Regions from separate parts of the Mus musculus genome. Here all the other regions are linked to region 1. Evidence: chromatin contacts called from public Hi-C and HiChIP or PLAC-seq data. All regions are on one chromosome and are shown on one strand. Each heading gives the region's core, a stretch centred on a gene start, on an enhancer-like site or on the middle of the called end of the contact. The rest is flanking DNA. Distances are from core to core; before and after follow the strand shown. Region 1 has its middle 42 kb from the start of Thbs2. Region 2 overlaps Wdr27 (WD repeat domain 27). Region 3 overlaps Wdr27 (WD repeat domain 27).

Evidence for each region. HiChIP or PLAC-seq counts read pairs in DNA pulled down with a chosen protein or histone mark. Hi-C and Micro-C count contacts between places; a contact is called where the count stands out from the background.
Region 2: a contact with region 1 is called in a Hi-C map of the C2C12 cell line, with 4 times the contacts expected there. The contact joins two enhancer-like sites. A contact is called at or near these places in 1 of 39 promoter capture datasets (the 3T3-L1 cell line), 1 of 15 datasets of contacts at CTCF or cohesin (the NIH/3T3 cell line), 5 of 484 Hi-C or Micro-C datasets (the C2C12 cell line, adipose-derived mesenchymal stem cells, embryonic fibroblasts and 1 more) and 1 of 115 datasets of contacts at active chromatin or transcription factors (fibro-adipogenic progenitors).
Region 3: a CTCF HiChIP or PLAC-seq map of the NIH/3T3 cell line shows a contact between it and region 1, with 12 read pairs. The contact joins two enhancer-like sites. A contact is called at or near these places in 1 of 15 datasets of contacts at CTCF or cohesin (the NIH/3T3 cell line), 3 of 484 Hi-C or Micro-C datasets (3T3-L1-derived adipocytes, embryonic fibroblasts and embryonic stem cells) and 1 of 115 datasets of contacts at active chromatin or transcription factors (fibro-adipogenic progenitors).

The regions. Positions count from the first base shown.
Region 1 is chr17:14,733,928-14,738,124 of GRCm38.p6, reverse strand. No RefSeq gene overlaps it. Among named protein-coding and RNA genes, the nearest start is that of Thbs2, 42 kb to the right of the region's middle. Within about 2 kb of position 2,439, at least 42 of the 459 cell types and tissues checked have an H3K27ac peak or open chromatin away from gene starts, as enhancers often do. A contact at or near this core is called in the C2C12 cell line and the NIH/3T3 cell line, where this site is marked.
Region 2 is chr17:14,903,055-14,907,251 of GRCm38.p6, reverse strand. It overlaps Wdr27 (WD repeat domain 27), which reads left to right. Exons shown (of 25, transcript NM_175173.3): 18 at 3,694-3,815. Among named protein-coding and RNA genes, the nearest start is that of Wdr27, 38 kb to the left of the region's middle. Within about 2 kb of position 2,516, at least 30 of the 459 cell types and tissues checked have an H3K27ac peak or open chromatin away from gene starts, as enhancers often do. A contact at or near this core is called in the C2C12 cell line, where this site is marked.
Region 3 is chr17:14,880,097-14,884,293 of GRCm38.p6, reverse strand. It overlaps Wdr27 (WD repeat domain 27), which reads left to right. Exons shown (of 25, transcript NM_175173.3): 22 at 579-676. Among named protein-coding and RNA genes, the nearest start is that of Wdr27, 61 kb to the left of the region's middle. Within about 2 kb of position 1,738, at least 7 of the 459 cell types and tissues checked have an H3K27ac peak or open chromatin away from gene starts, as enhancers often do. A contact at or near this core is called in the NIH/3T3 cell line, where this site is marked.

The sequences.
Region 1 (4,197 bases), core at 1,190-3,689:
CTCCAGCTACTCTCACTTCAGGACAGTGACCAGTGACCCACAGGCTCCTCCTTCCCTTGAGTGCTTAGGACACAATGTACTTTATGGTAGTTTTGATCACAGAGAAATGTTGTAAGTTCCATTGCTTCTGAGGGTGGCTTTCTTTTTAGAACCTCATGCTATTCTAAAAAGTCATTCTTTTAGCTCTTGGGTGATTCAGAAATACTTTGGCATCCACTTGTCCACATCAGTTTGGTGAGGGTACACAAGAAGTAGAATCTGAGGCCATGGAAAACACCCAGAATGCAACAGGCCATTAGCAAAGATCCAGCCCAAGTGGCGGTTTTCCACAAGGACTAGATTTCAAAGTTAGACCAAGACTTTGAATTCTTCATTCCTGAACTATTGCTGGAAACAGAAACTAGAAAGGAACACCTGCCATGTGGGATGGGATGTCATGATGATTCCCGTCAGAGTGAACTCATGTCTGGAGTATTCCACTGGACCTTCGACTTAAAAAGGTACATTTGAGATGATCTTGGGAAATAGAGAAAATGCTAAATAACACTAAGATAAAAGTAAGTGTTTTGTCCCAAAGTATCAATTTCTCCCAAACAGACAGACAGCAGCTACCGGAATAAGGACAAACAGACAGCAGCTACTGGAGTAAGGATGGTCTTGAGGAAGCTGTTGCTTTTCTGTGAAGATCATCATCAGAGGCAGGGAGGAAGGGCCTCTTCCTCTTTGTTTGACTTCACTAGTAATCAGGGATGGACTGTTGTGCTGGTCAGGGCCTGCAGGAAGGCACTGGAGTGTGTATGTGTGTGTGTGTGTGTGTGTGTGTAAACAATTATGTATAAAATGCAAGTGTGAATGGCTGTAGTGCATTTGCTTCTGTGTGCGTATGTGTGTATGTGTGTGCACTGCTCCAAGCATGATGTGTGTGTGCATTGCTCTAAGCATGCCGGCAACTCTTCTAAGAATCTAGTCACCATGTCTACCTGACCTCAGGTTAGGGCAAATGAAGCTTTGAATGAAGCTAAAACATCAAAACCATCCCCTGTGTTAACCACCAGCTTTCCCTGCCTCTACTCACCTGAGGGAGATGAGTATCTTTCTTAATACTGACAGGATTTTCTACAACTCTCTAACTTTCTGTATTTGGTTTTAGGTCTTGTGTTTGTACCTTTGGGAAACCAAGCAGGGCTCCATAGTGACTTGTAGCCTTACTTAATACAGTGTTTTAAACCATCTCACAATGACATTGTAAACAGAGTTCTTTTGCTATTAGTCCCTGGGAGAAATATCTAACTCTGGGTATCTCAGAGGACTCCCAGGATGTCTCAAAGTAGTTAACATGCTTACCTTTCTAGTACTGAGTGGCTCAGAGAGTCCTTGTGAAAGTTGCAACCAACTAGACATACACCATGTGGTGAGCCAGAGGCCGTTCTGCACTTCTGTAAGTATCCAAGTTGTGTTTAATGAGCCTAAATTAACTTGGTCTTGCTGTGATGATCTCTGGCAGAAATGAGGACAGTTATAAAGAAAATACTATACTCCCTTTGGGAACTTCAGAGTTCTTGGTGATGCTATTTCCTGGTTCTATTGCTTCTCTATGGTGCCAGCATCTGTAGATTGAGGAGCGCCTAAAGCCCTGCATAATGGGGCTGGACAGCTGAGTGGCATCTGTCATGGCTACAGGCACTGAAGGAGCTTTCAAAGACAGGCTTCCTCAGCCAGAGCCCTTCAAACTGTAGCCGGGAAGATGGCTCTGGGATCACACCTTGGACCCTTGACTCATATCCTCTGTACTCACAGATGCCCATAGTTTTCTCCCAGGGACTAATATCTAACTGTCTGTTGTTTCTATCATTTGGCTGCTGAGGCCTGGATGGCAGCAAAGCCTCCGGTATCTAGAAGGAATCTTCCGAGTTCCTCCTGTAACCTCTGCTGCCCTGTACGCTGTCCCCGTTCTCCCATGCAGATTTGTAGTTACCGTAACAGGCAGCAGGCTAGATAGCGGAAGGAACAACACAAGGCTTTCTCTGTGGCCTGGTATGCCTTGTGAGTCTCACTTAGAGACAGAGACAAAGCAGCCATGCTGGTGACTGAGTGGCTCCTATACTGTCCTCTTGGTCAGTAGGTCAAGACTCAGAGGGAATTTCTGAGACTGGATTGGAAAAACAGGTCAGCAGGATGCCCCAGTCTCGGCTGGTTCTGTGAACCCTGACACTGTCAAATGTGAACTTAGAGGCATCTCACAATTGAATAATTGTGAATCATGATTTAGCCAATGAGCTGATCCTGGCCATGTGGCAGGCCATGGCAGCGTGGAGCAGACTGCCAGTGGTGGCAATCAGTTCTTTTTCTCCTGTGCTTTTGTACCCGGCCTGAGAAGCCCGGGAATCAGAGGCCATAACCTCCTTCTGGCCTTAGCACAAATCTGGAAGGAGATTATGAGTCAAATCATGAATCACCCTTCGCTCATACAAACTCTTAAGTTTTATTTGGTGTCATTCCTCCTTTAACAGTTATAACCCAGCTGTTTTTTATAGGCGACTGTATGAATATATCTCATATGGGGCTTTATCTCACTCTACAGAGATCAGGTAGTGAGCTCCACTTTATCCCAGTTCAGCACATGCTGGGACTGCAGTGTTTCACTAGTGTTTCCTGATCTCACGGTGAGATAAACATACCCAGAGCCCAACTTCTTAGTTAACACGCCGTAATGCAGCTGTCATGACCCAGTTGCTAATTCTGCTTTTCTACTGATCTTTTTAAAAGCAGAGTATGAGCCTTATTCACCTCTTCGTAACATGACCACTTGGCTACCCACCCAACATGGACTAGGTTCTGATACGTGTTTCATTCTAGAGTTTAAACCATCATCTATTATTCAATCCCTCCTTTGGGAACTTTGCTACATGGAAAAAAGAAACCCACACAACCTACACTACCATGGGGAGAGAAATCCTGCCATGCCTGTTTCTCCAAGTGTCAGAACTCTTTATTCTTTAATAGTTTACACTATAGGGATATACTTCTTACACACACACACACACAAACACATGACACACACACAGTCACAGATACATAGATAAGTGCCTATACACACATACATACACAGAAACACATTTAAAAACACACACCCCACACTTACACAATCACAGATATATAGATAGGCACACACATACACTTTTAGCACATGCACACATATAAACACTTTTGAGCACACACACATACACGTGCACTGCACATTTACACACACAGACACAGATACATAGATAGTTGCATATACACACTTTGAGCACACACACACATACTCCACACTTATACAGTAACAGATACAGATAGGTGCATACATACACTGTTAGCACACACACATAAAGAAACTCATTTGAACATTACACACACACACACACACACATACACACACATGCACGCACATACATGGACATACATGAATAGGCCAGTCACAAAGCAATGTTCCCTCTGGAGGATTTGGACTTAGGTCAGGGACCAGGCTGTGACTTTAAGGCAGCTGGTGCTCAGTGTCTGTCTTCTCCTTCTCAGACTTATTGTTTGCCTTACGAGTTACACTACTGAGAACCTATGTCACGTCGCTTAGTTTTAGGAAGCTGCTAGGCAATAGTTCCCTAGGATAAAAAGCCACAAAAATCTTTTTCAGTTCTACTTTTAATATTTCTTTGTGTGTGGTAAGGATCTGAAGAGCATGTGTGTGTTTATAAAACCCAGTGAATATCTCCGCTGGGCTCTCAGTGGGATTTCTTTGATGAGGCTCCATTCACTAACTGTCAGAGCCTGTATCTGAGTTGGGTCTCATCCCTTCAGCAGGAGGCAATGATACGGAATGTTTTTCTGGGTTTTTCAATAACACTCTTGCATCAGGCTGAGAGCTTGTTTGCAGCTTCGAAGCCTGTAGGAAGAGGCGCCCGTCGGTTGTTCCCACACGCATGTCTGTCTCCTGAAATCATCCTCTGGAGTGCCACACAGGAAACAGATTGAGTTTAAACGTTGGTTTTTATCTTTTTGGAAATTTCACAGAAAAGCCTACGTCTACAGTCTGAGTCACTCCTTTGGGAGATCAAAGCAGAATGCGTTTGGTTAATGTGACAATGGAAACAGAAAATGGAAGACAGGTTGTCACCGCACAAAGGAAAGGAAAGAAATCTCCTTGGGCTTGGAGAGAAGCCG
Region 2 (4,197 bases), core at 1,267-3,766, 170 kb before region 1:
GTATGTTATCAGTGAGGATGCTCAGACGTGCCCTAACCCAGGGCGGATGTGAGCCCGGGCCGGTGTCGCACGTGCTCTCTGCCCGTGCAGTCACAGTGCCATTTCCTAGGGCTTTGACTCTTTGCAAGCTTGCTGAGTGCTTGAGACGTTTGTCAGTGTTGCCTATTTATTTGTTTTTAATTAACCCTTTTGGAATTTTGTAAAATGTATTTGATCATATTCCTCCCCCCAACTCTTCACATATTCACCCCTTCTTTACCCACCCTGCTGCTTTATGTTCTTGTTTTGCTTTGCTTTGTTTTGTTTTGTTTTAAACCCATCAGTTCCAATTTGTGTTATCCATGAGCTTTTGTCTGTCTGGCCTTCACTGGAGTTTGACCTACGAGGGCCAGGCCCTTAAAGAAAGCAGACTCTCCCTCTCCCAGCTGGTTTGAGCTTGCACAAGTCTTACTCATGCTGCCAGAACTGCTGTGTGTTTATATGCCAACTGCCCTGCTGTATCTGGAAAAGAGTTTTCTTGCTCTGCCATCTCTGGCCCTTTCAGCCTCTGTTTCTTCTCCTGAGCCCTGGGAGGGAGTGCTCTAGCTGGATGTCAATGTCCCATTCAGATTGAGCACTTCAGTCTCTTACTATGTTTGCATCTTCACCAGTGGTAGGTCTCTGTGTTAATCACCGCCTGCTGAGGACGGCAGTGAATGTGCTGAAGGCTGAGAGGCGCACTAATCCATGGCTATGAGGTTAAGTCATCGGGAGTCAGTATCACACTGTGGCTGTTCAGCAGAGCACTAGGACAATGCTCCCCCTATGTCTACTAGCCACAGGTTCTTAGCCTGATGTTGGTGCCTAGTATGGGTTTCAATTTGTGGATGGGCCTTAAATCCAATCAGAATATAGTTTATCACTATTATATTCACACCATTATTACAATAGCCGTGTCCTGTCAGGCTGATGGCAGCATTCAGAGTTTGCAGCCAGGTATGACTTATGATAACTTCTCTGTGGTAGAATGCACAGCACCGCCCAGTACTATGGAAGCCAGCCAGAAGGGATGAAGCCTCAGGTTCTAACCAGCTTCATTTCTTTATAGTCTGTGACCCAAGCATGTGTGTTTCTATCAATAGGGTCTTACCGTCAGTCTCTGGATGGTAGCCAATAACATTGGCAATGGCCTGTAATATTCGGAGTTCTGTGGGACCCCAGTGGCCAGTAAGTCCAAAAGTGGTAATCATTCTGGACTCTGGGCTTTTCATTTGTTAGCCTATGGTATCTAGGAGGGGTTTGCCACCCCATTATAGAGTAACTCCATTTAAATTCTTCTTATATATGTAGTATACATTTTAAGTATACTTACTTTTACAGTGGTAGGCTTCCATGTGACTTTTTCAAAAGTTCTTCAGTGTTAGTCACCCCTCATGTTCCGTCCTCTACTCTTTGTTCCCAGCCTCTACCCCATTTAACCTTCCCTTTCCCATTACTGGCCGTCACCTCTTTATACCATCCCCCCTCTCTCTTTTTGTTTTGTTTTTCGAGACAGGGTTTCTCTGTATAGCCCTGGCTGTCCTGGAATTCACACTGTAGACTAGGCTGGTCTTGAACTCAGAAATCTGCCTGCCTCTGCCTCCCAAGTGCTGGGATTAAAGGCGTGCGCCACCACTGCCCGGCTCTTTATACCATTCCATTTGCTCTTTGCTCCCTTGAAAGCCCCACCCCAGGGTCCCTTACTAATTTTCTGAATTCCATAGGAATTCCAGATGAAACACACATATCGGAAGACTCAAAGATAACACCTATGGATTTGAGAAAACATGCAAAGTTGGTGTTTCTGAGTCTGGGTTACTACTCTCAGGATGGTTGTTTCCACCCATATCCGTTTACCTGGGGATTTCATAATTGTGCTTTTCTTAAGGGCTGAATAGCGTAGGAAATAAATATCCTATGTCTTCATTGTACATAGATGAGTTGATAGACACACAGGCTGTTTCCATATTCTGACTGTTGTGACTAGAGCCAATTGTGAACATGGAGGAGCAACCGTCTCTACAGTAGGATATAGAGTCCTTTGGGTATGCAGTGCTAGAGCTGGATCATGTGATAGTCTTTTTCCAGCTGTTTGACCAGCTTCCACACAGATTTTCACAGTGCTCCACGTTGTGTTCCCACAGTAGTGAGTAAATGTTTTTTTGCACATTTGAGAGGTCCTTTGTTCTTTTGTGGAAAATGCCAGAACTTGACACAAGAGGGCAGCAAAGGCATTTGGCATAATTTTTCTGCTTGGTAACTTTTTGCTGTTTTGAGGTCCCATTTCAGAGTGGCATTCTACTTACAGTACTTTCTGGCTTTCCAGTTCTATTTTGGTGGCTTTCTGGCCAGTGTGCTCTGGTGATACTGATTCACTGAATGCCCTTTCAATTGCAGTGTGCAAGTTCCCGTGCAGAGAGCAGCCTGGGTGGGAGGTTCCTGTTAGATTCTTGTCAAAGTTGTGGTTCCTTACGCTGCAGAGTGTACCACAGGGCACCTTGGGGTGGAATGTGATGGTTCAGCGTGTCTCGGGTCACTGGTGTTCTCCGTTTGCCTGACACTGTGCAGCCTCCAGTTCTCCTGTCTACCTGTTTCCATTGGCTCGCCCAGGAGAGAGCCCATGATGCTGTCTCCAAGTGTCTGCTTCCATGAATCCTTGGGCTCTTGGGTCTCTCGGAAACTCAGGTAGCTGTGGTTTCAAGTTTGCTTTATAGAGACTGTAAGGGCAAAGGTGAGATTAGGAGACAGCACGTTCCTTGTCAGAAGGAGATTGAGGAGTAGGGACCGCATAGCTGAAGGTCAGTCCCACCTGCCTGTGGGCTCCCTAGCAGGCGGTATGCTAGCACCTGTATAAGCCAGCATCCAAAGCAGCCATTGGCCAGAGCAGATGATCAGAGCATGTCCAAGCATCCTTAGTGAGTTCTCCTGTTTTCTCCCTTTGAAACTAAAAGAAAAGGCTTATTTATACTGATAGATCATCACAGGGTCCCGAGATCTCTGTACGATCTTTTAGAACACTGCTTGTTATACTGTGGTATTAGAACTTCCTCTGATCTGGGCACATGAAGTCAGAACTTTAAGAAATGTGAGATCTTAGAGAGGCCTCCTCTCCAACCCTCATCAGTAGGCCTTTATGTACGGAGAATCTTTTATAAGCACTACCTGTCAATAAAAGAGCTAATGGCCAGTGAGCTGAGGCAAGAAATAGGAGGCAGAGCACAGCAGGAAGAGAGAGGATCCTGGGAAATAGTAAGACAGATATAAACCAGCAGGTAAATGAACTCAGGGAAATGCCGAGAGATGCTGAGGAGACACAAAGGAAGAAGCAGGCTGGGACCAAAGGGGTTGGGGTAACTAGCTAAATGGTAGACAGAATAGTTTAAATGGTTAAATATGTTATGAGCTAGTCAGGAAATAAGCCAAAGCTTATGGCCTAGGATTTCATAATAAATAATTAGTTTCAGATTCACCATTCCAGGAGCAGGGGCAAGGAAAGAAGAAAAACCTGAATTTTCTTTTTAAAACACCTTTAATGCAAGGTTATCTGATGATGTGATTGGTCTTTTAGCCTGGCAGCAAGAAACTGCTTCCCTTATTCCTTGAGAAGCAGCAGCTCTGGCCTGTTCTTATACAGACAGACATTCTACTTGGTTTCCCTTTTTCCTGAATACCCAGGTCATGATGGAGCTGTGAGCACTATCTGCTGGAGCCATGACAAGAGGTGGCTGCTGTCTACAGGCCGAGACCGGACACTGAGGGTGTGGTCAGTTCACAGGACAGAACTCATGCTGCTTTTGGTAATGTGTACGTGAGCACCTGTGCCATGGTGGTCAGTGACATCAGACAAAGTTCTTAGTGACCCTGAGCTATAGATGGTAACAGCTGTCAGCCCTCTTTAGGGGAGACCAGCAATAGATCCAGACTGCTTAGTGACCCTGAGCTATGGACTGTCACAGCTGGCAGTCTCTCTTTGGGGAACACCAACAACAGATATAATGAGGATCTGTTTTACTACAGTGGATACACAGTGGTGGGTCAGTTTCTTATTCACATATGAAGTACATGCATATTTAACACGTAGTAACACACTCTTGGTGTGTGGTATGTCTATTGACATACATTAAATATATATTTACATTTGTTATGGTGTAAAAATAGCAAAATGCCCACAGTAAAGCA
Region 3 (4,197 bases), core at 489-2,988, 150 kb before region 1:
TTTATCTGTTGCTGTTTTCTAGTTCTGTGGTTCTCAGTGGCATTGAGTGTGGTAAGCACGCAGTCGATATTAAGGTTAGAGTGTTCTTGCTTAGTTACCCTGCTAGCTGGCGTTGTTCAGCCTGGGGTTGTATTCTGAGAATCACATCATTAGTCACAGAGCACAGTTACGTAGGCTGAGATACTTGACATCAACCTTGTTGCACGTGCACTCTGTTATCTACATAGGTGGTTGTGCTATTCATGGCTACATGGAAGGTTTAAGTCCTACTCTAAAGCTATCAATTTAAGAAAGGTTATGTTGACTTCTGGGTTTAGATTCCAGTATTGTTAGGTGTCAGTAGTCTTTACAAGTTTATCTTAGGGTCTGGGAGATGGCTTACCAGGTAAAGGTGCTTGAGGTTAAGCCTGAGGAAGATGTGAGTCTGATCCCAAGGCCCTGCATGGTGGAGAAAGAGAACCAACTCCTGCCAGGTATCAGAGGGATGACTATACATGCACTGTGGCGTGCGTCCCCTCCCAAATTAAGTAAGATGTTCAGAAAGCTCTTACCTTTTGATTTTCCCTATCTGATTACAGGGATCATCCTTTGTAGCCCAGCATTCCCTGGCATATAATCTTTTCCTGACGGCAGCTGTTGGTGATGGGATTCGACTGTGGGACTTGAGGAACTTGAGGTAAGGCCAGCCTGCATCACGGCACTGCCCTGAGGGAAATTGGAGCTGAGCTGGGGATGCAACCTGACCCTTGTTACAGAGAACACAAGGCTGTGACTAGTCTCTAAGCTCTGGAGAAGACTGCCTCCTATACAGATTTGACGCAGTCACTTTGGGATGGTGGAGCATGGGTGCTAGTCTGTTCTCTGAGGGCCACCACATGCAGCTTCTGAGAGTCAGAGATGTGAGAGGTGGCGATTACACTATAGCTACAGCCATGCCAGACCCGGATGTGGTACTTGCTAAGTTGGAGGTACTCAGTCCTCTTATTAGAGTCCTACACCTCCCCTAAAGCTGTGGGCTCTTTCTCTATATCATTTGGGATTTTATAAAATCGGTTTGAAAAATTTATAATATCCAGAAAATGCTTATTTAACATTTCTCCTACATAAAGGTGAATTCACCCTTAGTTTTGTCATCTGTAGGAATTTATTAATTTTGAAAAAAAAAGAGTTTAAATTATTTTAAAGATCCCTTAACTCTATACCATTTAATAATTCTCAATATGAAGTTTTTTTCAAGGATGTAGTTCAGTGGTAGAGTGTCTAGGATGGAAAAAGTTGTGGGTTTGAGTCTCAGCACATACATAGACATCCAAGAAAGCTTTGGTTTTGTAGATAGTAGCTTGTTGATTTTGTAAAGGGAGATGTGTTGGTATTTTTTAATTTGTCTTAAGCTGTAGCAAGCACTTTCTGCCCAGCTGTTTCTCTGTCCCCTTGCAGGTGTGTGCGCTGCTTTGAGGGGCATCCAAACCGCTCTTACCCTTGTGGAGTTGCTTTTAGTCCTTGTGGAAGGCTCATGGCTTGTGGTGCGGAGGACAGACATGTATGTATGTGTGCCTGCTCTGTAGGGTTTCTAGGTGGTGGTATCAAAAAGACCTTGAGCCCCATTGAGTACTGGGATAAAAATCTGTTTCATGTCTGACAGTATTTGAAGGCAGTTACCCAGCATTAGAAGTCCATAATAGTAAGCTGTGATTGCGAACGGCTCATTTTTACTGAGTCACAATACACTCTCACATGTATCACTCATTTCTCCATGTATTAGTCATCCCAGACATGGGTACATGCTCCATGAACGACTGTAATGTGTGGTGTAGGAGCGACAAGGTGATGGCATCAAGTGTTACACTTCAGTGCAGCTCATGTGTAACAAGGCATTCCCTGTCTCAGAGAACTGCATGCTTCTCCCTGTGTAGTTGCCTCTCTTCCTCTCCACCTTTCCTCTATGCCAGATCCATATCTCCTGCAGATTGGGAACTCAGAGATCTTAGAGTGTCCCAGGACTGTGCAACACATTGCCACATAGCTGGAGGCTAAGCCCACAGAGGAGGCCAGCTCTCTCATGAGACCTCTCATAGTTTCCTTGGCTGGAAACTATGCTGCCCCTCCCTCCTCCTCCACTGTGTGCCTCAAATTGCTTTATCTGAAAGGTCACTTGATGGTCACTTGTCTCCTATAAAGTGTCCTCATAAAGTTCCATATTGAGGGTCACATGAGGCACCAAGATGGTGGTACCTAAGCAAGAACCTGGGTCTGAGCTGAGGGATGCTTATGAGGTACTGGTGCAGGGTAGTGCAGGTGCCAGCATTCCTGGTTCTAACCCAGCCCCTAACATAGTCTCCAAAACATGCTCAGGCTCCCATGGGAGAAGAAAGAGACTACTGTCAGCAAGCAGGACAGAACATCAGGATGGCAAGATACGTGCATTTCTTCTTGAGGAGATGCAAATTAAGATCAATGATCACTGAAATCATGGAGAAAAAAAAAAAAGAACAGCTTAGAAAAGACACAACATAAGTAAAGGCACTTTATCCACCATTCATTAGTGTCTCTGGAATACAGCCAAACTAGTTTCAAAACAATGGCAAACTTTACTAGGAAGCTTTGAAGACTTATGCATCATTGACTATACTTTTGTTTGAGGTTACCATCATTTCTTACAAGCCCTTTGTGATTGACACTTTGCATTCAAGTAACATAAGCAAAGAAAAGTGTTTTTCTGAGACGGTCCCTGGTTGACTTCCTATGTGGTGTTTTATATCCTAGCGCTGTGGCTTTTTACAGAAACGAGTGTTTGGCAGTTAAGCAGCACAGGATCCCACTGTCACAGAAAGGAAGGGATCCAGCGCATTGGTTGTTCTTTTATCACGTTAGAATGGAGTGATGGTCATTGTTCTGCTTTTCAGACAGCATTTAGAGCAGCAATGCTAAACCTGTAGGCTGAAAGATATCTTGCATATCAGGTATTTGTGTTACAGTTCATAACTAGCAAAATTACAGTTATGAAGTAGTAACAAAATAATTTGTGGTTAAGGGGTCACTACAATATGAGGAACCATATTAAAGGGTCATAGCATTAGGAAGGTTGAGAATCAACCTTCAAATCAGTGGATTTGTAGTCTTTTATTATGTATATCTGTATGTTCTATATGAAAAAACATATGCAAAAACCGTGCCTGAAGATTAACAAAAGAATCACTGGAGGTTTAAGTGAGAAGAATGGACTTTTTTTTTTTTTTCAATAAGGACAAGAGCATTGGCCAAAGAGTAAAAAGTAACTCTGTATTTCTTTCTTTTCTTTTTTTTTTGATTTATTATTATATCTAATTACACTGTATCTGTCTTCAGACACACCAGAAGAGGGCATTAGATCTCATTACAGATGGTTGTGAGCCACCATGTGGTTGCTGGGATTTGAATTCAGGACCTTCGGAAGAGCGGTTGGTGCTCTTACCCGCTGAGCCATCTCTGTATACAGCCCCAACTCTGTATTTCTTTCACCTGGTATATAGCAGATACTCAGTAATACATAAATGTAAAGCAAGTATATATCTTTTTACTTGTAAATTGTCCTCACTGAACAATTTAAACATTTACCACATCTGTTTGTGATGTATCCAAAACTACAATGATTCAGTCTCCTCAAGAAGCATAGACATCTAAAGAGAAGAACCCACAGCACCTTCCTGTTTGGAGGATGCTGAGACGTCCTTGAGGTTGTTTAAAATAGGACCTAGCTATATAGCTCAGGTTAATCCTCCTGCCTCAGTCCCCCAGCCGCTTTGTTCTCACAAGATACAAATCAGAAGTGTCCAGAGTCCAGAGGGATGCAACTCACCCTCTGATCATGGTATTCACCCACTCCTGCAGGTCCCATTGTAAAGAACCCCACTTGAATGAGGGACTCATATCCAGCATAGTTTTCCATAGAAAGGAATTCCCTCCATAATCTCTGCCAAAATTCACCCCCCCCAAGAAAAAGTAAATGGAAAGGACTAGTTTTATAGAATGAAAATGGAGAAATATTTCAAGAGTTCCTTTGTAGGAAAGTGGCAGGTTCAGGGAATTTTTAATTGACTCTTAAAGACTAGCAATATTCAATAATATCCATTTCAAATCATAAATATCTAAAGAATGTATTCTGATTATTCTTTTTCAGTGAATGTAATTGATATGAAAAACTTTGTAATCTTTCAGAGA